2 separate regions of the Mus musculus genome follow, and region 2 is linked to region 1. Evidence: chromatin contacts called from public ChIA-PET data. All regions are on one chromosome and are shown on one strand. Each heading gives the region's core, a stretch centred on a gene start, on an enhancer-like site or on the middle of the called end of the contact. The rest is flanking DNA. Distances are from core to core; before and after follow the strand shown. Region 1 has its middle 29 kb from the start of Rfx8. Region 2 overlaps Il18r1 (interleukin 18 receptor 1).

Region 1 (3,720 bases), core at 372-2,871:
TTCCCTCATGGACATCCCGAGACTCTCCTGGGAGTTTCATTTAACACCAGACTTCTGCCAGAATCAGTAGCAGCCAATGTGCAGATGCTTCCTGGGTCCTCACATCCTCCATGGAGGAGGTGGGGGGCGGGGCGTTCAGGGGCGGAGCCCACATGCAGATCTCCTGAGATTTCATCTGGGGGGGTCTTCCGAGAGCCAGCCCCAGAATTCCCCATTCCCTTTGGTTTCTGTGTCCCCTCATTCTTCCTGGGTCTAATCTAGGCACTGGACAGAAAAGGCATTCTGACTTCACGGGAGGAAAGAGCACGCACCCAGTAGAAAAGAGGAAAAAAATGTCAAATTTTCTTTCGGGAGAAAAAGCTGAAAAGCAGTGAGGTCTATTTGCTGCCATCAGGCTAAGCCCTAAGCAGGTTAATCCTAGCAAAACGCTGCCTTCTCTAAACCTTCCTGCTGGGGGCCCGCATGGCATCTCGTGGGCTTTCATCAGTTCCTGTCCAGAGAAGCCTCATTGTGCTTACCTGGTGAGCCCAGTAGGGCTGTCTGTCATATGGTACCTGGGATCTCTTGTGGACATTGCATCAGAACTGGGGGGAAAAAGAGTAAAAGAAAAAACCCGAAAAAGAGTGAATAAATAAAATTGAAAGTCAAACACGGTTTCTCTACTGTTCTTATGATGATAACTCCCTGCCCCCCCCCCCCCAAAATCAGGGTCCCATTTTCAGCTCACTGAGCTGAAGACCCAGGTCTTATCACTGTCCCACACAGTGCCCAGTGGCTCATCAGTAATTAAGGAATATGTCTTGCACAATGATGAACAAATAAGGTCTCAGCTCCACATTGTCTTGCCCCATCAGTGGCAGCTTCATGTTTCCCTTGGCTGCTATTATCATTTAAACGTCCCCCACGAAAGTTCCTATATTGGAAAATTTAAACCCCAAAGTCATGTTACTGTTACTTGAGGTGAGTTTGGAGGGAATTAAGAAGTAGATATGATACCCCATGATGACACTTATGTCTGAGGGTGCCCCTCCAGAGACCCTCTGCTGGTCCATGCTCTTAGACCTCCCTGTCTCTAGAACTGCAAGTCAATCAAATGTCTACTCTGTATTAATTGCCCATCTCCACCATTTTGTTATAGCAGCAGGGAATAGATGAAAACAGATGCCCACTAAGACAGTAACACAAATTCCCAATCTCTGTGTTCAACAATGGGCTGCTGTGCTCAACAGTGGGCTGCTGGCTTAGAACTCAGAGATGAATTCTTTGCAGCCTGGTACCATCCCTTTGATCTCTGAAGCTGATTGTCTGACAGTCAGTCCATTCCTACAAGTGGGATAACAGTCAGTACTTAAGGGAAAATGATACAGAAAGATCCTGCATTGTAATATAGCAAACATTTGAGAAGCACAGAGGATTGGTTTAGGAAAGATCAGTAGCCCTAAGCAAGAGAACATTCCAGCTCCTTTATGTTTTCCACGACCCTTTCCCTTCTTGCACATGTCAGAAACCCAAGGTTTAATCAAGCAGCATCCGGGGCCCAGCCACAATGGACAGGAAATGGTGTCTCTCAGTCTGCAGTTGGGGGAGGGGGGACATTGCAGCTTTGTCAGTCTTTGATTGCTTTTCTGCAGCTGTCCCTCTAGGGAGAGCCAGCAGAGGCTGGCTCCAAGCTGTATACAGCCTCCCTCTCAGTAGGCCAAGCAGAGGAGGCGCCACAAGGGAGGACTCCCAAACCTTTCCCCTTTGCCTTCACAACTGCCATTTACTCTCCCAGTGAAACAAAGGCCACAAAATCAAAAGCCATCTTTTGGAGTCCCAATAAGTTGAAAGATGTTAGTTTTGACTCCCCTCTGCAAAGGTGTCACCTTTGCAGAAGGTGCCAGCTGAGTTAACCAGACAGTGTTTTCTCCCTCTGTGAGGCAGTAAACATCCAGATTCCGGAAGTGAGCTCTGCTCTCCCCTCTTTCCCACAAGCAAAATAGCAGATATCATCCACCTAATGGATGAATGGAGACTGTTGGCATTAAACAGCCAAGTGTCAGTCCCCTCCCTTCTTTATGGGTCTAAATGGACAAGAACAACCTTGGTCTTTATCTCATTTTGTTGACCTAAGAGAGCTATTAAGAGCTATAAATATCAAGGGAGATCAGAGGTACATTTATGTTTGCTTCTCTAGTTGGCAGCATGGCCCTGAAAGAACAGGACCAAAAAATGAGGCAGACTCAAGTCTCATGCAATTGCCACCTTTATTCAAGCAACTTATACTCTGAGGGTTAAGCAGTCCATTCTCAAGGACAAACTGCACGAGGCAAGACCAGGTTTTCCCTTAGATGTAAAGAGATAACACTAACCAGCTGTAATAAATAATCTGAAGTAGATCACTTCTCTCCAATACACCTGGGAGGGGTGTGAAACACATTCAAGGAACAATTCCGTGTTTTGAAGAAAATGAGGTGACAAGACTCCTGTCTGGTTTTCTTGGCGTTTTCTCACAAGTACTAGTTGTGATGTTATGTGCAACAGTGTTTCTTCAGCCACAAAGAATGCAACAATGTTACTGTCAGGAAAGCAGGTGCAACAGGAGGTCATTCATTATCGGTGAGCCCAGGGCTCAGCCATCCTCAGAGGAGCTCCTGCAGCGGATGGTAATTAATAGACCCATAACCCAACAGTGTGCAGAGACTGAGAGACATGGAACATACAGTCCTAGATGGAATGTCTCCATCAAACCCTCCCCTCGGGGCTCAGGGATCTCTTCAGCTGAGGAAGTGCGAGGACTGTGAGAACCAGAAGAGATGGATAACTCCAAGGAAACTGTCCTTCAGACATAATGGGATGGATGTACACATAAACTCACAGAGACTGCAGGCTCTGCAGAGGTTCTAACTGAACAGGGTCCCAGCGCTGAGAGGGGAAGAGGACACTGGCTCCCACCCCTAACCAAGAAGCGATCTACAATTAATAGCCCTGGTAGAGTGAACGTTGTCACAATGGAGCTTCACTGGGCTATAGCAAGCACATTCCAGGTAAACCCCATACCCAGGAGTAGTTGGCCAATGCAAAACAAACTCAATGGTGTTTTCGTCTCATATTGCTTTGTTTGGGCATCATTTGTGTTGTTGGTCTCTTGCTTAAGCATTCTAGTTTTTGATTTTGATGTTTTGTGTGTGTGTTTCTTGTTTTTTGTTTTGGTTTTCTTTTGTTTTTGCTTTTGTTTGTCTGGTTTTAGTATTGTTTTTGTGTGTGTTCTTTTTAAAAGGGAACATTGTTTGGTGAGTGGAAAGGTAGAGAGAACCTGGAGGAGTTGGGGGAGGTGAAAGCATGGTCAAAATATATCGAATAAAAATGTTTGTATTAAAAATAAACAAGGGCTGGTGAGATGGCTCAGTGGTTAAGAGCGCCGACTGCTCTTCCAAAGGTCCCGAGTTCAAATCCCAGCAACCACATGGTGGCTCACAACCATCCGTAATGAAATCTGATGCCCTCTTCTGGAGTATCTGAAGACAGCTACAGTGTACTTACATTAAATAAATAAATATTAAAAAAATAAAATAAAATAAACAAGGCTGGGCAGTGGTGGCACATGCCTTTGATCCCAGCACTCAAGAGACAGAGGCAGGTGGATCTCTGTGAGTTCATGGCCAGCCTGGTTTAATAGAGTGAAAGGACAGCCTGAACTACACAGAGAAACCTTGTCTCAAAAACCAACCAACCAATCAA
Region 2 (3,720 bases), core at 328-2,827, 730 kb before region 1:
TAATGTTCATGTAAGTAACTAAACAATGTTTCCAAGGTCACACAAGTGTGTGTGTGTGTGTGTGTGTGTGTGTGTGTGTGTGTGTTGTACTGGGTGGGACCAAGAGTAAATGCACATTGGTTTGCCCCTAAGAGACAGGAGTGATTGGCATAATACTACATTTTCTCACTCCCTGAAGCCTTGTTCTTTATCTTGTAGTTCAACATAGAGGAAATCGGCCAGGTTTAGGGAGGGTAACAGACTGTCATGTGCTAAAAAGCAGTGACTAAGTGGCCATGCATAGCAGAGCTACTTGGCCCTGAAAAGAGCTCAGATTCCCATTGGCAGCATCTTCTTCTTAAAACTCCTCTTGTCATATCACGTTGGTTTCCACCTCTGCAATTCTCAGTTCTTAAGATTCAGCAAATCTTAACAGAGTGCTTGCTGTGCGTGGAAACCCCTTAGGAACCTAAACCAGGCAACACTCTGCACTCCCTGTCAAAGAGCAAGCTCAAAGGCTAGCAGGAAATTGAGATCAAGAAAGTCAAAATCTAAGACACCCCCCCACACCTTCCCTGTCACCCCTGGCCTTGAATCAATGCCACTCTGATTATAATGGCCCCTCTGGCTGAGTGCTGTTCAGGTTTAAGAAGCCCAGCTTAACAGCTGATTGCTCCGTTGTAGAGCACTTGCCTAACACGAACATAATCTTGGTTTCCATCAGCAGCAACCTAAAGCAAGATGAAAGAAAACAGGAAAGAGAGAGAGAAAGAGAGAGATTAATCAGGAAGGAAAGAGGAAGAAAGAAGGGAGAGGAGGAGGGAGGGAAGAAAGGAAGAATGAAAACAGAAAGACCTATTTTCTTCTCTCTGGCTCCAATAAAAGTGTTTTGTGCACCATTTCTTCACCTCCACTGGAGAAAACTCTCTTCTGTGTGACTTTCCTTCTTAGCTGGTTTTCTTTCCTTTTCAAAAGATGTTAGGTTTTAAGATTCTGTGTGCATGCAAGCATGTGTATGTACGTATGTATGTGCATGTAAGTATCAGTGCTGTGCACCAGAAGAGGCCCTGGTGCCCAGAGCTGGGTTCTAGGTGTTTAGGAGCCACCCTACATGGGTGCTGCAAACTGAACTCAGGTCTTCTGCAAGAGAAGCACATTTTCTTATTCATGAAACTCTCTCTCTCCTGCTTCTAATGCTCTCAAAAACGCTGGTCCATAAAATGTGACACAGGCATCGGGTTCTTCTTCTATTTGAACTAAAGATGTTCAAAGCACCCTCTTCCATGTGGAAGCTCCACTACACTCAAAGCCACTGTCAAAGTTTCATCCTTATCATCGGGTTGTGCTCCTATAAAATGTCGGTCTCTCAGGGTTAGCTGGACGATATGTCACTGTGTTGTGAGTTGTAGCATTTTTCACTCACTCTAGAAAGATCCAGTTGCAACATACATATTATAATTCTCTCCCTTAAAATATCACATCTACTGCACTGTTTAAAAAAACCAAGTTCTACCACATATTTCTGACACTCAGACGTTTCTGTGTCTAGTAAACAACTATGACCTCATTTTGTGAAAAACCACAGGAGCAAAAAAGAGGCTTTGCTGTGAAATCTCACTTCTCTTTCTTTAAGATGTGCTGATAAGGATCAGGGCTCGCTCTAGAATAAAGACAGATTTCTAAAAGAAATCTGCTACATCTCACAACACAGCGACATATCACCCAGCTAACCCTGAGAGACCAAAGTTTTATAGGTCAATGTCAAGTCTTTATAAAGAATGTTTACCTACACATGTATGCATGAGCCTAATGTGCATACATATGTATGTGCATGCTCTCTCTCTCTCTCTCTCTCTCTCCCTCCCTCCCTCCCTCCCTCGCTGTCTCCCTCTCTCCCTCTCTCCCTCTCTCCCTCTCCCTCTGACTTTGGCTATTAGCTTGTGGCTGGGTAGCAACTATATCTTTTCCCCAGTAACTTTGCCTCTTGTTTCTCAGAAACGTCCAAAATCTAGGCTAGGGTGTATTCCCCTAAGCTCTCTCCTTTCTCCCTTTCTCTGAAATCTGAGCAGGACATGTGGGAGGGAGCCCCTGTTGCTCTTGCCTCAGGTGCCATATCATCTGAAGTCCTCACTACCAAACCCACCTGAATTTCCTCTCTGCTAATCATTAACAAGAGTCCCTGCAAAGGAAATCTCATTAATCATTTAGTTTTATATATATATACATACACATACATATATACATATATGTATACATATATATATATACATGTGTATATATACATATATATGTGTATGTATATATATATATGTATACATATATATATGTATATATATATACACTACATACATACATACATACATACATATAAATTTAGAGTGACTGGCTTAATATTTCTACAATGAAACATTTGTTTCCTGTTGAAGAGAGAACAGGGAAGAAAAAAATGCATGGATTATCATGAGCTTACAAATGTGTATTTGATTTTCTGAGTCAAGGTCAAGAGTCTCAGGAAATACGTTAAAACAAATTGGCTCACTCACCCGACTTGAGAAATGTACGTTCCCTCATCCTCCATCTCAACTGGCCAGAATTCCAAGGTGTGATCATGAAAAGTGACTCTGGGCGAGCTTCTGTTGTTCAGCTCTCTATACTCATGTGAAGCACTGCCTTTGAACCATCTCATGGTGGCTGTTTCATTCCTGTGCACTGGTGCAGATATGCCACATGGCTTCAGATAAAAAGGTTCTCCCTCTACCACATGAATTTGTGATCGGTGAATACAACTTTCTACAGCAGATTGCAAGAGGAAAGGGAGATAAAACAGGACAAGGGTGATTTTTCCCTGATCCCCCTCCATGAGTATAAACAGTCAGTAAGAAAGCTGGGAGAAATCTCAGTATCGTACTCCTGTGCTGTCTTCTGTCTTAAGAGAAGACATACAGGAGATAAGACACTTTCAGAACCAAGATGAAGATAAAGCTGACGGCTTCCCCTAAACAGAAAGTTGAAGAGCTTAGCCAACCCTCACTCGAAGGCTTGGAGGCCACATCTTCAGAGTATGACACTTTATAACTTACTTTTAAGAAAAGGCATAGAATTCATAGGGTCATCATATTCCCTCGAAATGTCAGCACCATGGAATCTCCATGGGGAAGACAAGAAACCTGGGTACACATGTTCATCTCAGTCAAAGCAGGTCTCATGTCCCTTTGTCCAACCAGTCTGTCTCCTCGATCTGGGGAGGTTCGGGAGAGTTAAAGGAGTTCTTGGGTAGCTAAATCCTCACGGTGGCATGTTTCCACATAACTGACCAAGAACTGATGAATACAGACCATCCTTTCCCTTCCCATCTCCCCGTCTCTTCGCTCGGATTCTTTAGCTTTAGAAGAGTGGCCCTCTGTTCTAAATTACAGTTGTTGAACAGTTCTCAAAGCCACTCCACTGGATCTAGAATGCCCTTCATCCTTATTTAGAAAATCGGTCTGTTAAGTACATACAGTATTTTCTTAAGACCATACACAAAATGTTGTCTCCGTTGCTAGGGTCTATTGTTCAGAGCAACCTTTGGGAGGGCGTTAACTTAGATGTTAACCACAGCAAAAGAAGGAAGTGGCTCAAATGTTAGATCTACTTCAAAGTTCAAGAGTGACGCTGAGTGTCAGTCTCTTGCTGGTGCTTGTAACACAATCCCTATTCTCCATCTCCATCTCCCAACAGACTTGTTCCTTGACACTCAAA

What was found. ChIA-PET counts read pairs in DNA pulled down with a chosen protein or histone mark.
Region 2: a contact with region 1 is called in an RNA polymerase II ChIA-PET map of memory CD8 T cells, with 15 read pairs. The contact joins two enhancer-like sites. A contact is called at or near these places in 2 of 115 datasets of contacts at active chromatin or transcription factors (memory CD8 T cells and thymic regulatory T cells) and 1 of 9 other capture datasets (embryonic stem cells).

Annotation. Positions count from the first base shown.
Region 1 is chr1:39,747,757-39,751,476 of GRCm38.p6, reverse strand. No RefSeq gene overlaps it. Among named protein-coding and RNA genes, the nearest start is that of Rfx8, 29 kb to the right of the region's middle. Within about 2 kb of position 1,621, at least 73 of the 459 cell types and tissues checked have an H3K27ac peak or open chromatin away from gene starts, as enhancers often do. A contact at or near this core is called in memory CD8 T cells, where this site is marked.
Region 2 is chr1:40,473,743-40,477,462 of GRCm38.p6, reverse strand. It overlaps Il18r1 (interleukin 18 receptor 1), which reads right to left. Exons shown (of 11, transcript NM_008365.2): 3 at 2,523-2,769. Among named protein-coding and RNA genes, the nearest start is that of Il18r1, 9.6 kb to the right of the region's middle. Within about 2 kb of position 1,577, at least 49 of the 459 cell types and tissues checked have an H3K27ac peak or open chromatin away from gene starts, as enhancers often do. A contact at or near this core is called in memory CD8 T cells, where this site is marked.